Regions from separate parts of the Mus musculus genome. Here all the other regions are linked to region 2. The links are chromatin contacts, called in public HiChIP or PLAC-seq maps. All regions are on one chromosome and are shown on one strand. Each heading gives the region's core, a stretch centred on a gene start, on an enhancer-like site or on the middle of the called end of the contact. The rest is flanking DNA. Distances are from core to core; before and after follow the strand shown.

Region 1 (2,711 bases), core at 29-2,528, 190 kb after region 2:
ATCTGCGAAAAAAGAATGTGTAATTATTGAACCTAATATGTGGCCCCTTTTTCTTAAGTCTGCTTTGCACTGCCCCAGTCCCTAGTGCCAACACGCTGTGATTAGCCCTCAGAGTGTTTTACAGAAACTGTTACTTGAATAAATCCAGGTTTACATCAATCCATTGCCCTCTTCTCTACAAAAGATGATAGCTCTGTCTTTGAATGTAGTCTTAACTCTGACAGATTTCAAAGAAACACATTTTAGAAAGGCAGTACTAACTTGTTTCAGGGTGAGTTTTATTAAACTTCTGTTCTTCCCCCCCCCCCAACTGACTTTTTCTTCCTTTTTTTCTTCTCAGTCATCAGTTTCATAAAGCTTTTATAAAGACTTTTATAATTGTCTCTCCCTCTCATCTTAAAGGGACATCTCATTTGCTACAGTCAGATGATGTTTATTTATCGACTGAATTGATACTCTTGCTTGTCTTTAAAACCCTTTTAAGTATTTTTATTTTATATATATGCATGTTTTGCTTGCATGCTTATATGTGTATCCCATTTGTGCCTGGTACCCACAGAGTTCAGAAGAAAGTGTCAAATCCCCTAGAAGTAGAGTTATGTATGGCATGAGCCACCGTGTAGATGCTGGAAACTGAGCAACAAGTGCTCTTAACTACTGAGCCATCTCTCCAACTTCTCACTTGCCCTTTAAACCTTTTTGTTTAACCTAAAAAACCTACTACTTGTCTTTTTAAAACTACTCTCCCAGCATGGTAATTTTCTGTAAACCACCTCTTCCTTTGTCTGCCCTTCTGATTCCTAGTTTCTCAAACATACAGGGTCTCTGATTACCTGAAGTATTCATTCAATTTGTTGACACTACTTAGCGTTTGTTAGAAATTCCTGCTAAAGTTTGTGAACATTGGTTCTTCCTTAAAGAGAGAAAAAAGTCCCATGAGATCCTCAGTAGTCAAAGAATGTCTCACATGGATTTTCCAAGGGGGCCGGATGATGGTTAGTTAGATGGATTTCCACGAAGCAGGCTGGTTGAATGATAACGATCCCACATTACTTAAAGACCTGTTTACCTAAATTATTTTGGTTCTCTGACTGAAGGGACCTCTGGGATACATTTGAAATTATTTGAAGAACTTGGTGTTTTAGAGTTGGGGTGACACAAACGTGACTGCCTCCCGCTGTCATTCGCTGTTGATTCTGATGAGTCATTAACCTGGAATCTGTATCTAAATGGCTAAAAGCACACTGCCATCTGCCCCATTCATTTGTCATGTGTGTTTGTCTAATGCTGTTGTGGTAGAGACATGTTTCCCCCTGTTAGGTCTAAGGATGGGGGTGAGAGAGGATCCTCCAACCTGCGTTCTGGTCTCCTTCTGTTTCTTTATATATTTTTCTTCTTCCCCTTTATTTTTCTTTTTCCATTTGTTGGCTGCTTTGTGCCTTTTCTCCAATCTTAGCTATTTCTATTTTTTTCTCTTTTCTAAATTCCAAAGGAGCCGAGAGTGACAGATGTTAGGAGTAAAGGGGTTCACATCATCTCCCCCCTTAATTCCTAAGGCTATTATTATTCCTGACCTCCAGCCATTTGTTTCTAGCATTGCATCATCTGGGCAGGAACCCACTGCTTTATATGGTGTTGTTAGCGCCACAGCTCAGTACTGACGATGACTTCAGCGGAATGGGAAAGTACAGAGTCGCCCTTTTTAACAAAAACGTTGGTGAAAATAAGCCCGTGGCTCATTTGATGTCTGAATTGAAGAGATGGCTTTGGTTTCAGAGTGGTAGGGATGAGGAGTGAGGTGAACTCTCACATCCTGGCATTTGCTGTGCTTATACTGTCTGAAGTGACTCACCAGCAAGCAGCACACTCAAGGTCACATTCTTCTTAAGATCTTTCCTTCCCTTGTTTGGCACTACTCTCTAAATGGTATTCATGCTGGAAGAGAGCAGACGGTCCTTGGCTTCTATATATGATGGTTGGGGTTCCATGACCTTGTTTAGTTTGTACTTTGTTTTGTTTTTCTCCAAATAGTTCAAACCTCAACTTTCACGTGGCTTTCATTTAATGAAGTTTTGTTTAGCCTCATGCAAAAACCTTTCATTGTCAATAATTTTCTTTTTGCTATTGAAAACTCAATTTTAAATCTACAAATTGTTTCATTAACTAGTTTATCATCTATTAGCGATGTGCTTAGTGTGAACAAGTCGATTGTCTCCTCAAAGTTTTAGAAGAAAATTGGCTTAGAATCCTAAGCAGAGGGAGACAAGGTCATCTGGTCTGGCTCCATGCCTTGAAGAGACTGCTGAATATGATCCTTTTGTCACTGAAGGACTCGCAACTGAGGTCCCGGTTTCTGTAGGCACCCACATTGGTGTCTTCATTGTAGGGGACAACACTGGACTTGAGGCCAATGGATGAATGAAGCAACTTCCACATGCCAATGTTTCCCCTGTTAGCCCACTGTTTCTTGAAACAAGTATCTGTAGGGGAATGCATCTTATGATGGGAATATTTAATAACGAATTAGAAGATAATACAAAGCAGTCTTAACGTTCAGTTAATACAGTAAAGGTTTCCTGTCAACTTCCTAGGAATACAGCTAGTGCAATAGGAAGCACACTGAGAACAAGCATGCAAGCATGAGGCGGAAGTCTCTGTTGGTACTCATAGCTTGTAAATGGTCAATCTATTGGTGTGGTAAATGGCACCAC
Region 2 (2,700 bases), core at 171-2,670:
CTCTCCTGGATTTTGTTATATCTGCATATACAGAATGAAGTATCTTCTGGGTTGGAATTTACTTAAGCCTGATGTATATATTACATACATTGCCTGGAAGTTGTACTGTATGATATTTTTCATGTATCTCCGGTTTGAGCTAGCATATGGCATCAGATGTACTGTTCTCCTTATGGTATCTATCATGTTGGTACTTTAACAGTTTGGGATTTTAGAGCCGTGGTGTTTTAGAAGTGCTCATCTGTACAAAGCATGCTCGTTGAGTGAGGGAGGACTCAGAGAGTCCCTCTGGGCAATGAGTTTAACTCTGAGGTATTTGAGAAGTGGCTGAGTCAGTAGCGAAATTTCACCATTCTAACTCATGCTAGAATCTCTGAACACTCTAGAAACGTGTATCATTTTATAGTTTTGATTTTCAGTGGCTCTACACTAACCCTATTTGGTCAACCTTTTATGATTCCTGTGAAGTTTTTTGTTGGTGTGAATAACCCTGCTGAGGATAGCAGAACATATGTCTGGGCACAGTAATTTTTCTTTTACATTGTTAGGGCACATGCCTAGAAATGAGGGTATGAAATCCCTGAAACATGCTGCCAAGGCACTCTCTAAATGCATCTGCCAGGATGGCAGAGATGGCTCATCAGTAAAGTGCCTTGCTGGGCAAGCATGAGGAGCTAAGTTTGGATTCCCAGCATCCGTGGAGAAGCTGGGCACAGTGGCCCAGGTCTGTAATTTCAGTTCTGGGAATGGAGTGGGGATGACCCAGAAGCCAGACCCCTGGAGCTCATTGGCCTGACAGTTATTGGTAGCATCAGAAGAGACAAATTCATCCCAGCTAACTACCCATGTTAAATAACTACCCATGTTAGCTAACTACCCATGTTAGCTAACTACCCATGTTAGAGTAAATCCTATGGAATCTCCGTTCCTGCTAAGCTCAGGGTAGAGCTCACAGCACTGGGAGGCTGAGTGACACGAAGGCCTCAAACCCCAGAATGAGGCCCTGAGCAACTCTGCTTTGGAGACCTCTGATCCTGCATGTGGCCTTGGGTACTTGCATTCCTGGCAACTTACTCAGCCACCTACTTGGTGAAATTGTCGCTTTGCACGGCAAATCGTGTGGTTGGGTATTCAACGTCAAGAAAGGCTGTGAGATGTGCCAGTCTGATTCAGAGAGAGAGGTGGGGATGAGGCCAGCAGACCTACTACTGACACTGTGTGATACACACGGACACAATCTCATGTATTTCGAGTGGGTTTCCACATCGATGAAAACTCTATAAAGTCGACTCGGTGCTTGTTGAAATGTGAAATTCATCTTTCTAGAAGATTCAGTTATGTGGAATTCATTATGACTGGCTACGTCAGTCATTGGGAGGTTATGATGCTAGTCTTTTTCTCTTTAGGGATTGAGGAGTATGCTGACTCAGAGCTGTTTACAAGGAAATCACATTATTTATTTGGGTTTGGTACAGGAGAAGTTAGCTCAGTCGTCAACTTGTGAACTCACCGTACGATTCTCGTGTTCTGATATTCCTTCGTGTTGAATAACTTCAAAGGGCAGCTGGGCAGAGCCCTGAAGCCACACAGGGGGCAACTTCTCACCTGCTGCCTTAGATCATCGAAGACACAGCTCAGCTCACATTTCCACCCAGGACATATGTGGCAGACATGCTGCAACTTGTTTGGAGAGAAAGGCACGGGGCAGGGAGTCACAGTGAGCTGTGTGGGCTGGGGCAGGCTTTAAATATAACTAAGGGCTATGCTTTTAGATGAAAAGCAAAGGAGGCGGGGCTTCAGGCCATGGGTCACTTCCTAAAAATAAAGTCACTGAACTTTGAGAGAACTTTAGGATTATCTTTGTCAACCCCAGAGTAGCTGCCAGCGGAGAGAAATTTGAAACTGTTTACCATTTGGGCCCAAAATGGAGCATTGATCCAGTTTTGACGGATTCAAATGACAAATGTGCTTTTGCAAGGCCAGCCTGGGATGTGAGGATAGAGGGACTTTTGCAACCCACCCTGTTCGCCCAGATCTTGAAATGGTGACATTCTGCAAGCCTCAAGTTCATTTTGTCTTGGTGGCAATTTCTGCCAGCTGCAACAGACCCCACTTTATTATCATGACTTTATTTTGCTCCCAGTTGCCTTTTGTCTGATAATTAAAACATTGAGTTTTCTTGAAAAGTAGAAAAATACAAAAGGTTTAACATCTAGACATGTTAAAGCAGACATCTACACATCTATTACCAACAGTCAATATATGTCTCCTTATTACATTTGATACTTTTCTTTTAATTATGTGTATGTATGTATGTGTGTAGGTATGTTCACTCGAGTGCAGGAACCTTGGAGACCAGAGAGGGGTCAGACTCCTGGAACTAAAGTTACATGTGGTCGTGAGCTACGTGACGTAGGTGCTAGGGATGGAACTCAGGTCCTCTGTAAGAACACTATGTGCTTTAAATCCTGGCCTTTGCTCCAACACCTCATCTTTCTTTTTTTAAGAAAAACAATTTGAGTCAAGTATGATACACATCTGTAATAGTGATACACATTTGTAATAATGATGCACGTCTGTAATGATGGTGCACATCTGTAATGATATACATCTGTAATGATGGTGCACATCTGTAATGATGATGATGCCCATCTGTAATGATAATATACACCTGCAATAATATACATCTGTAAGGATGAT
Region 3 (2,700 bases), core at 111-2,610, 240 kb before region 2:
TGGGTGCACAATAAAATTTCCCAAGATTCCTACTATCCCTGAAAGTAAAGGATCATAAACACCAGTGGTTAGCCTGTAATATTGAAATTTGGGGGGTAGTGTAAGAGATGTATCTTTGGCAAGATCCTGAGCTGCATCTATAAGATCAGAAATACTTAGTTTTGATCTTCTTGTCCACTTGGTATTTCCTGGCTGACCAAAGGAAGATGGCTCTTATTGTTTGCTCCAGGGTCTCAAACTGAAAGCCCGCTCGGTTCGTTTCCCAACTGTAAGGTTATGTCTTATGAATATCTTGGACCTACAATCTTTAGACCAGTGTTTGCCCTTTCTACAGTGGCTACAATACCCTGGAAGCTTTTGTGTTTCATAGCAGCCAGAACCTCCTTATTCTTGTCTATGAATGCCATATTCTCCAGACTTAATGCACTTGCTATTTTGAGACCTGAATCTTTTATTTTTACAGTTTCTTGAAATGACCAAATTCATTACAAAGCACTGGGCATTTTGGTTCCTATAACATTGGCATGGTGCTCCTGAAGGCCAGCACCAATTGTCTCTCTTATCCATTTGTGTATTGGTGCTCCTTGTGCTTTCAATGGACTGACTGACCTCTTACATTTAATATTTGCATTTTCAAATGCCAAGATCTCTGTCAATGTACTCTCTGGTTTCAGGGTCTGATTTGGTCTGTTTATAGCTGAACCTGATCTGTAAGAAGTCAATAAAGGCTTCCCCAGGGCCATGTATTACCTTAGTGAATGAGATGGATTGTCCCCCTGGCTGCTCAGTCACATCCCAAGCTCTTAACGCAGCAACACAACATCGTCAATTATGACATCATCAGATCAGATTTGTACAAAGCCTGGGAAAGCTGAAAGTACCTGTGCAGCCCCAAGCACATGCTCTGGCAGTGCACTTGTCTGGATACTAACCTGTCCCTGTAGTGCCTCTTGCTCTTCCTCAACCCTTGTCTCATGGAGGTGCTCTGGGCACCTATAAGTCAAAGTGCATGGGCAGGGCAAGGTTGTCTTCTAGCCTAGTTTGCTTCCCTCTCTCATCGTGTGGTAAATTTCTGTCTCAGACACCAAGCCGAACAGTGGTGTTGTTCTCCTCTCACTGGCTCTTTTTGCTTTCCAAGCACTTCAGCCTCTGTCCACACACTCTAAGTGCATAGCCAACCGTGCAATCCTTTCTAACCCAAGAGAATTGACTGAGCCTTCTGAGTTTTCAGCTTTCCCCATAATCTTTTTCAAAATGGTATGCATGAAACCTATGAACCAAAACCAGAGAACCCCCTCCAGGAGCAAGGCAGGAAACAACCCAGTGGCAGTTTCTCTTATTTTGCCATCCTCCTTACACAACATTGCTAAGCCATCAAAACTTGCCTATTCCTCTATACAAGAAGTAGCAGAGTTACCCATTATGCCTAGGCCATGTTGAGTGCCACCTGTATTCTTAGATTTTTCAAAACCTACTTTAGTTGGGGTTCTTAAATATTTCAACCTCCCTTCTAGCCCACTGATCAGAGGTAGGGGATAAAAAAGAAGGTTAAAATAGCAAAAGAGAATTATAGACCTGTTTAGTAGTTCATTGAGGCAGTTCCACTCTTTGTTGTCAGGATACCAGCAGTCCAGTTCAGTAGCAAACACCAAACACAAATCAGTAGTGGTGACTCAGTCCAACATAAACAGCAAGGCTTAGCTGAATCAGGATGAGTCAGTAGAAGTGGCCAGAATCAGCCAGAATACCACAAGAGGTTCTTTGATGCATTTCTCTCTACAAAGCAAAGTCTAAAGAAGACCAGTGAAGAAGTGAAGTGTCACACAAATAACAATGCAAGAGCATATCTCTCTCACTGTCTGTGGGATTCTATTTATATTCTTTCTAGGCATCACGTGCTCTCTCAAGTGTTTGTTTTCAGTAAAATATCACAAGATAGCTTCCCAAAAAAGTCACGTGACATGACTGAGTTGTTAAAGAAACCAGAAATTTCTACTTCAGTAGTCCCTTAGCCAGGGCTGTGGATTCACTTTAAAGGGAGGAGACAGTGCTGTGTCTCCTAGAGGCAATGCTGCAAGTCCTGGTTACACATCAGACTTAAAAGACTTGGCAGGGAGAAGGCGGATATAAAACTTCTCAAGTGGTTCATATATTAACATGTTGAAGCAGTCTCATTTTGGATATCTAGAAATAAATATTATTAAACTTATAAAAAGTGTAGCCACCAGAGCAGGTAATGAAGCTAAGCTCTTTCTTACCCACCTGACAGCTCTGGGCTAAGTCGTAGTAATTTTGGAGCTTAAAGAATTCAGCTGTATTTTGAGGACTTGTGTGAAAGTTTTGAGGCATCTTGACTCATTTATTTAATATATATTGTATTGGTGCGTGTGTGCCGCGTGTGTGCTCGCGCAGTGTGTGTGTGTGTACGTGTACACCTGTACTCGAGCACACATGCATGTGTGACTGACTTAGCATGCATGTGGAGATCAGCAGACAACTTGCAGAAATTGGTTTTTTCTTTCATCTTTAGGTACATCCCTTGTCATGAGTATCAAGATGGCTAGCTTACAAAGCTGCCCGGCTATGCGGGCTGTGCGTCTAATAGGCTTGTAGACCTTAGATGTGTTTCCCCACAGCTGGATTTTTTTTTTTTTTTTTGACATGGGTTCTGGCCATCAAACTCAGGTTAGGTTGTCTGGT

What was found. HiChIP or PLAC-seq counts read pairs in DNA pulled down with a chosen protein or histone mark.
Region 1: a contact with region 2 is called in an HNF4G HiChIP or PLAC-seq map of pancreatic cancer cells. The contact joins two enhancer-like sites. A contact is called at or near these places in 1 of 15 datasets of contacts at CTCF or cohesin (the NIH/3T3 cell line) and 1 of 115 datasets of contacts at active chromatin or transcription factors (pancreatic cancer cells).
Region 3: a FOXA1 HiChIP or PLAC-seq map of pancreatic cancer cells shows a contact between it and region 2. The contact joins two enhancer-like sites. A contact is called at or near these places in 2 of 484 Hi-C or Micro-C datasets (embryonic stem cells and ventricular fibroblasts), 3 of 115 datasets of contacts at active chromatin or transcription factors (the NIH/3T3 cell line, embryonic stem cells and pancreatic cancer cells) and 1 of 9 other capture datasets (embryonic stem cells).

Annotation. Positions count from the first base shown.
Region 1 is chr17:75,249,568-75,252,278 of GRCm38.p6, forward strand. All of the region lies in intron 8 of Ltbp1 (latent transforming growth factor beta binding protein 1), which reads left to right. Among named protein-coding and RNA genes, the nearest start is that of Rasgrp3, 180 kb to the right of the region's middle. Within about 2 kb of position 1,279, at least 38 of the 459 cell types and tissues checked have an H3K27ac peak or open chromatin away from gene starts, as enhancers often do. A contact at or near this core is called in the NIH/3T3 cell line and pancreatic cancer cells, where this site is marked.
Region 2 is chr17:75,055,146-75,057,845 of GRCm38.p6, forward strand. All of the region lies in intron 2 of Ltbp1 (latent transforming growth factor beta binding protein 1), which reads left to right. Among named protein-coding and RNA genes, the nearest start is that of Ltbp1, 51 kb to the left of the region's middle. Within about 2 kb of position 1,421, at least 45 of the 459 cell types and tissues checked have an H3K27ac peak or open chromatin away from gene starts, as enhancers often do. A contact at or near this core is called in the NIH/3T3 cell line and pancreatic cancer cells, where this site is marked.
Region 3 is chr17:74,818,086-74,820,785 of GRCm38.p6, forward strand. The region is part of intron 13 of Ttc27 (tetratricopeptide repeat domain 27); the gene reads left to right. Among named protein-coding and RNA genes, the nearest start is that of Ttc27, 100 kb to the left of the region's middle. Within about 2 kb of position 1,361, at least 48 of the 459 cell types and tissues checked have an H3K27ac peak or open chromatin away from gene starts, as enhancers often do. A contact at or near this core is called in pancreatic cancer cells, where this site is marked.